Regions from separate parts of the Sus scrofa genome. Here region 2 is linked to region 1. The links are chromatin contacts, called in public HiChIP or PLAC-seq maps. All regions are on one chromosome and are shown on one strand. The core of a region is the stretch at or near the end of the contact, and the rest is flanking DNA. Distances in the headings are between cores, read along the strand shown. Region 1 overlaps CTBP2 (C-terminal-binding protein 2). Region 2 has its middle 22 kb from the start of CTBP2.

Evidence for each region. HiChIP or PLAC-seq counts read pairs in DNA pulled down with a chosen protein or histone mark.
Region 2: a contact with region 1 is called in an H3K27ac HiChIP or PLAC-seq map of skeletal muscle. The contact joins two enhancer-like sites. A contact is called at or near these places in 2 of 2 datasets of contacts at active chromatin or transcription factors (alveolar macrophages and skeletal muscle).

What each region holds. Positions count from the first base shown.
Region 1 is chr14:134,380,426-134,383,147 of Sscrofa11.1, reverse strand. All of the region lies in intron 2 of CTBP2 (C-terminal-binding protein 2), which reads left to right. Among named protein-coding and RNA genes, the nearest start is that of CTBP2, 110 kb to the left of the region's middle. Within about 2 kb of position 1,282, at least 16 of the 83 cell types and tissues checked have an H3K27ac peak or open chromatin away from gene starts, as enhancers often do. A contact at or near this core is called in skeletal muscle, where this site is marked.
Region 2 is chr14:134,509,497-134,512,196 of Sscrofa11.1, reverse strand. No RefSeq gene overlaps it. Among named protein-coding and RNA genes, the nearest start is that of CTBP2, 22 kb to the right of the region's middle. Within about 2 kb of position 1,331, at least 4 of the 83 cell types and tissues checked have an H3K27ac peak or open chromatin away from gene starts, as enhancers often do. A contact at or near this core is called in skeletal muscle, where this site is marked.

The DNA of each region.
Region 1 (2,722 bases), core at 33-2,532:
TTCACCCTGCTCAGCCCAACCTCTCAGCAACAGACCCCCCTTGCCAAAGGGGGGAAGGGTCATCAGAAAATCGGGATCGTGAAAGTTCATCTGTGGTTCTTTGGACTCCTGAGGCCTAACACCATGGAAATAAACGGGTCCTTTTATACGTCTTTGCTTGGAGGAAGTTTTGCTTATTTGCCTTTATCCTTTTTCTGGTTTCGTTTTGTTTTGCTTTTTTATTTTTAAAGGCTGCTTTGGTCTGGAAATGAGTATGTTTATTTCTAAAGCATACTTGTAAGTCAGGTGCTTAAAAATGTGCGAAAATTCTTAACACCGAAGCATCTCCTTTTCCTCACCAACACTTAATTTTCATTATGTCACCAATAAAACAACCAATTAGGAAAAGCAAGAATTGTTTCTGCTCAAGTTCTCTGTTCTTGATGCAAGCTTTTAGCAAGTGAAAATATTTAGAATTCTTGAGTTTTGCATTTAACTCCAGAAGATGCAGTTTCTAAATCTAAACCAGAAAGAAGGATTCACTCAGAAGTTGTTTGCTGGCCGAGGAGACGGTCCCCCTGGAAGCATGGTTTTCACACCTGCTCCCTCCTCAGGCAGCCTGCGAGCTCACGGGACACGTCTCCACCAGCACTGGGATTCCTTTTGCTAAAGACTCGCTTACAAGCTGGACACAGATGACAGGGTCTTCGTTTTTCATTTGTCTTCTTCAAAGCCACGGAGACTATTTTGATGGAGCTTAGGTGGGAACAAATAAAATGATAGGGCGTTCCCACAGTGGCAGAGTGGATTAAGAATCCCACTTGCAATGGCTCAGGTTACTGCAGAGGCTCAGGTTCGATTCCCAGCTCAGTAAAGTGGGTTATAGCATCCAGCAGTGCTGCAGCTGTAGCTCAGATTCAGCCCCTGGCCCAGGAACTTCCATATGGCCATTAAAAAAAAAAATCATGGGCCCACAATTCCTTAACCTCACATCCAAGCTGTAGAAAACTTTTATTATATTAAATCTTTTACATCTTCAAATCTTTAATTCTTTGTAACTTATTTGGTGGCAGCTTTTGACTTGGTGTGAATTGTTGAGAGGATATTATATTTGTGAATATAATATATTTATTTATATTAATCCAGTGGGGGTCGTATATGCATGTTCATCTGTCCTGGTGCAGAAGTGCTAATGGGTGGCTCCGGGGTCTGTTAGAACATGGCACAGGCCCTGGCTGCCACCTGCCTGGCCTCTGGTGTTGGACAGGGCTGTGGACCAACCCTTGAGCTGTCTGTGCCTGTCTCTCTGGGACACGGTGTTGCATCAGCCCCAGGGCATCAGGCCCACGGCTCAGATCGAGGCCATGTGACCTGGGTGTGACCTTGTTGCACTACGGTTAGACTGCTGGGCATTGTGGGGGGGGGAATATGAGCAGCCTGGTGGGGTGGAGGAGGCTCCGGGAACCCAAGTAAAGCTCCAGGCTCTATTGAAGTGTAGATGGGGTTTTTTTTTTGGTTTGGTTTTGGCTTTGGTTTTTGTTTTCTTTTTTGTTTGGTTTTGGTTTTGGTTTTGGTCTTTTGTGTTTATAGGGCCACACCCGAGGGCATATGGAAGTTCCCAGGCAGCTACAGCTCCATTAGACCCCTAGGCTAGGAACGGTGCGGCCCTAGGAAGGACAAATAATAATAATTCTGTTGTTAATTGTGGTGTTATGTCAACCAAAGGCTAAACCCATGTGTTGCCCACTGCGTGCTTTTGTTTATCTGGACTTTAGTGGGTCCTTCCGGTACAGTTAACAAACTGAAGCTCAGATCAGAGTCCAGCCACCTTGTCATCGCTTGTTCATGGTTGTCTGTCTTCTGAAGATTCTCAAACAGGTTCTTTCGAGGTAGCCCGAAGCCCTGGCTTTCTTTGGGGTCAGTGAAGCGGCAGCAGGTTCTTTGGGGGTGGGTGGACCAGCATTTTCAAGGCTCTGATGACGGGCGGTACCTGATCTGCTGGATGACACCCCTCCCCTTCCCCAACCACCAAGCGTCCTTGCCTGTGGCAGTGGGTGCTGTGCTGCCGGGTCTTTCAAAGGTTGGGAGGCTCCATGGGGAGAGCCTTGTGGGTTATGGTCGAGAGGACTCATTCCTTCAGGGGCTCCAGGCTCTGGAAATGCGAGGGCTCAAGGACCATGCTGCTGGGTCTGCGGGCGCCTCTTCTTCTTTTCGTTCGCGGCAACCTCTCAAACTTGGAATCTACCCTATTTGCAGGTTTCCCAGTAGAATGTACTCTAAAGCCTCCAGGGGCTGATGCGGAGAACTTGACAGTACTATTAATTGATTAGCATAACTCTTAATCAATTAGCATATCATAGAAGTTGGCCTCAATCAACATAATGTTTAAGTAGATTTTCTTAAAGAATTGAAGGCGGTTCCCATGTTTAACGGGTCTTAACGGAATTTTCATTTCGAAAGGCATCATTGAAGTTATCATTTACTTTGTGTAAATTCCTTCATTGGCCTAATCTTTGCAGACTTGGAACCAGCATCAAGAAAACTTGAGGGTGTCTTTAAAAATCACCAGAGGTTTTAAGAACGTAAATCCATGCTGACTGGGTTTCTGTGCACTGTAGCGGTTTGGTCCAGGCAGGTAGGGCTGCTAATGGTTATTGAGTAAAGTTAATCTGCCCAGATTTTAGACTGCAGTTAGGAGGGGGAACCTTCTGGGTTTTTTCTCTTGCCCTCACTTCTGGGTGTT
Region 2 (2,700 bases), core at 82-2,581, 130 kb before region 1:
CGGATGCTCTCATGGCTCCTCCAGCAAAGGGGAAGGCGGCGTCCTCGCCCCTGGGGAGGGCTTGCCGCCCAACCCCGCCCCCGCCAGGAGAGATTTCTCAAGGCAACCCGACCTTCCCTGAGCTCCCGCTCTGCTGGTGCGGGAGGGGCTGCCTTGGCAACTGCGATGGACTCATCATTGCAGCAGGGGGCGGGGAGATGAAGCAGGAAGAACCCCTGAAAGTGTCCATGGAGGAGGGGAGGGTCCCGACAGAAGGCAGGTGCACGGGCTGGAGGAAGGAAGAGATGTCAGATGATGCCAGGAGAAGCAGCGCGGCGGAGGCCTTGAATGTGCGATGGGAATTTGTACTGAGCTGAACTGGGAGCCACCGAAGACTCCAAAGGAGGACGGGAAGGCAGATGGAGGAATTTGGACCAACTTTGATGGCTAGGGATTGGCAGGCACTTGACAGCCTCTTTGCGCTCCATTCCTCTCTGGTCCCCAATCAGCCCACCCTGAAACCCTGTCCACCCTTCTCAGTCCCCCTCAGATGCCATGGCCCACAGCCCTTTGTCCCTCCAGGGGAATCTCGGAGCCTTAGGTTCGGGCGCTGCCTCTCCTGGGTCTTCTCCTCCAGGCACTGGCTCCGTGGGAGGGAGGGCCAACCAGTGCTTGCCGAGGCTCAGACACTTCCGATGGCAGAGGTGGAAGAGCTGCCAAGGGGTGGCTGTCCCCTCGCTGCCTGCGGCTGCCCTGCCAACAAAAAACGGCTGATGAGAAGTTTTACAAAGTCGAATGCTTTATCCTAGTAATTTTCATATTATTTCTGGAATGTGAAGCCCTGTTGAGGGCACAACAATTTTGTGCCCCGGGTCTCTGGTTAAAGAGATTTGCATTACTTTATTAGATTTCCTCCTTGACAACCCCTCAGTATGCTGCGTCGTGGTCTTCTGGTGCCAGTGTGGGGTCCCAAGGGCTGCCGAACATCTAGAAGCCTCTGGAAACTAGCCAGGAGGGAATCAGCTGCCACGTTTCTTGTTTGCAGTTTCAGAGCCCTGGGAAGGCTTCATGAACCCTGGGTATGGGTTCAAGTGCAAAATGAGATCAGGGCTTAGACAAGCCTGATACTCTGTGAAATTCTGCTGTTCACTATGCACATAGGACACACATTTGAGTTGGCGGGCCCTGGACAGAATGCTCCAGATGCAGAGGTGGGTAAGAACAAATCTTTCCCCAGAAGCTCCCAGGCTTGAGGGGTGAATCCCAAAGCAATGGGAGCAGTGGTGGGGGGAGCCAGAAGGCCCCAGGCAGGGAGTTCTGACCTCTGTCTGAGGGGGCAGGCAAGCCTCCCAGGGGAGGCGTGCTCTGAAACAGGTGCTGTAAGATGAGTAGAGACTTGGCAAGGAGAGACACAGGGGTGTGTGTGTGTGTGTGTGTGTGTGTGTGTGTGTGTGTGTGTGTGAGGACGGTGGGCCTGGGCTCATGAATCAAAGCAAGAGTCAGCTGGTTTTGCCAGCCCTCCCTCTCTTTGCCAGTGTGGCGTCCAGGCCACTGGCTTCTGGTCTGTAAAACTTTTATCAGTTGCTGCCAGCTGATAACAAAACAGAGCAGAAAAAGGAAAGGCCACAGGAAGTCTGTGGTCCAGGTACAAGAGAAAACCATGCTTCGCCGATGCTTATAGCTCCCCCTGATGCCACCAAGACCTTAACTGGGAGGGTTCCCAACCAACCCAGGGCACACCCTGCTCTGTCTGCAAAACAGTGTTTTCTTCTGGGCACACACCCTGGAAAGGGAGTTGGGTCAGAAAAGTTCATTCATCAAACCCAGCCTTCCAGAGCTTCAAGTGAAACTGTAGGATGGGAAGACCCCTCCAAAGCTCCCAAACACCCCACACCCCTCCCACTGCACCCCAAGCTCCCCTTCCAAGACAGCTCAGTGGACTGGGGGTAGAGGTTGCCCTTGGGAGGGTAAGTCACCCCGGGCCCCAAGTGCCAGTGACAGCAGGTTGTCAGAGGCCCCGCCAGCCCAGTGAAGGGCTGCTGAGGAGGTGTGAGCTGGCGAGTCCCGATGGCCCATTGTTCTCGTGGGCAGAACAAAGGATGAGTCCCTATTGCAGGCAGACGCCATGTGTATACGGCTGCCCTTAGCCTGGGTGACACAGCTCAGATCCAATCCACATGTCTCCCTGTCTGACCCTCAGCATCTCAGTTTTTAGTCCATGTTGAAAGTCCTGCCTCATTAGGAGGCTTCCTGCTTCCTGTGATACTGGCCTTTTGGGCAGAATTCGTAATTAGAGTGTTGGAGTGGTACTCCGTTAACAGCAAACATTGCCATTCTCAGATTGAGTTAATTGCTGATATCTGTATGCAGTGTTCCCCCAAGATATTTCACATTACAGTAAATAGACTTCCCATCTGAATTCAGAGATGCGACCAGAGGTTTTACAAATATATAATTATACTTACGGAAAGCCAGGTCCTCTGGGCTCCCTTCGCCAACACCCTCTCAAGCCTACTCTTCAAAAATCAGCAGCTTCCATGGTAGGTAAACCACAGGTGGAGTCCCCGTTGTGGCTCAGCTGTCAACCAACCTGGTGCGTGTCCATGAGGACGTGGGTTCGATCCCTGGCCTTGCTCAGTGGATTAAGGATCCGGCGTTTCCTTGAGCTGTGGTGCAGGTCGCAGACATGCCTCAGATCCACAGCGTTGCTGTGGCTGTGGT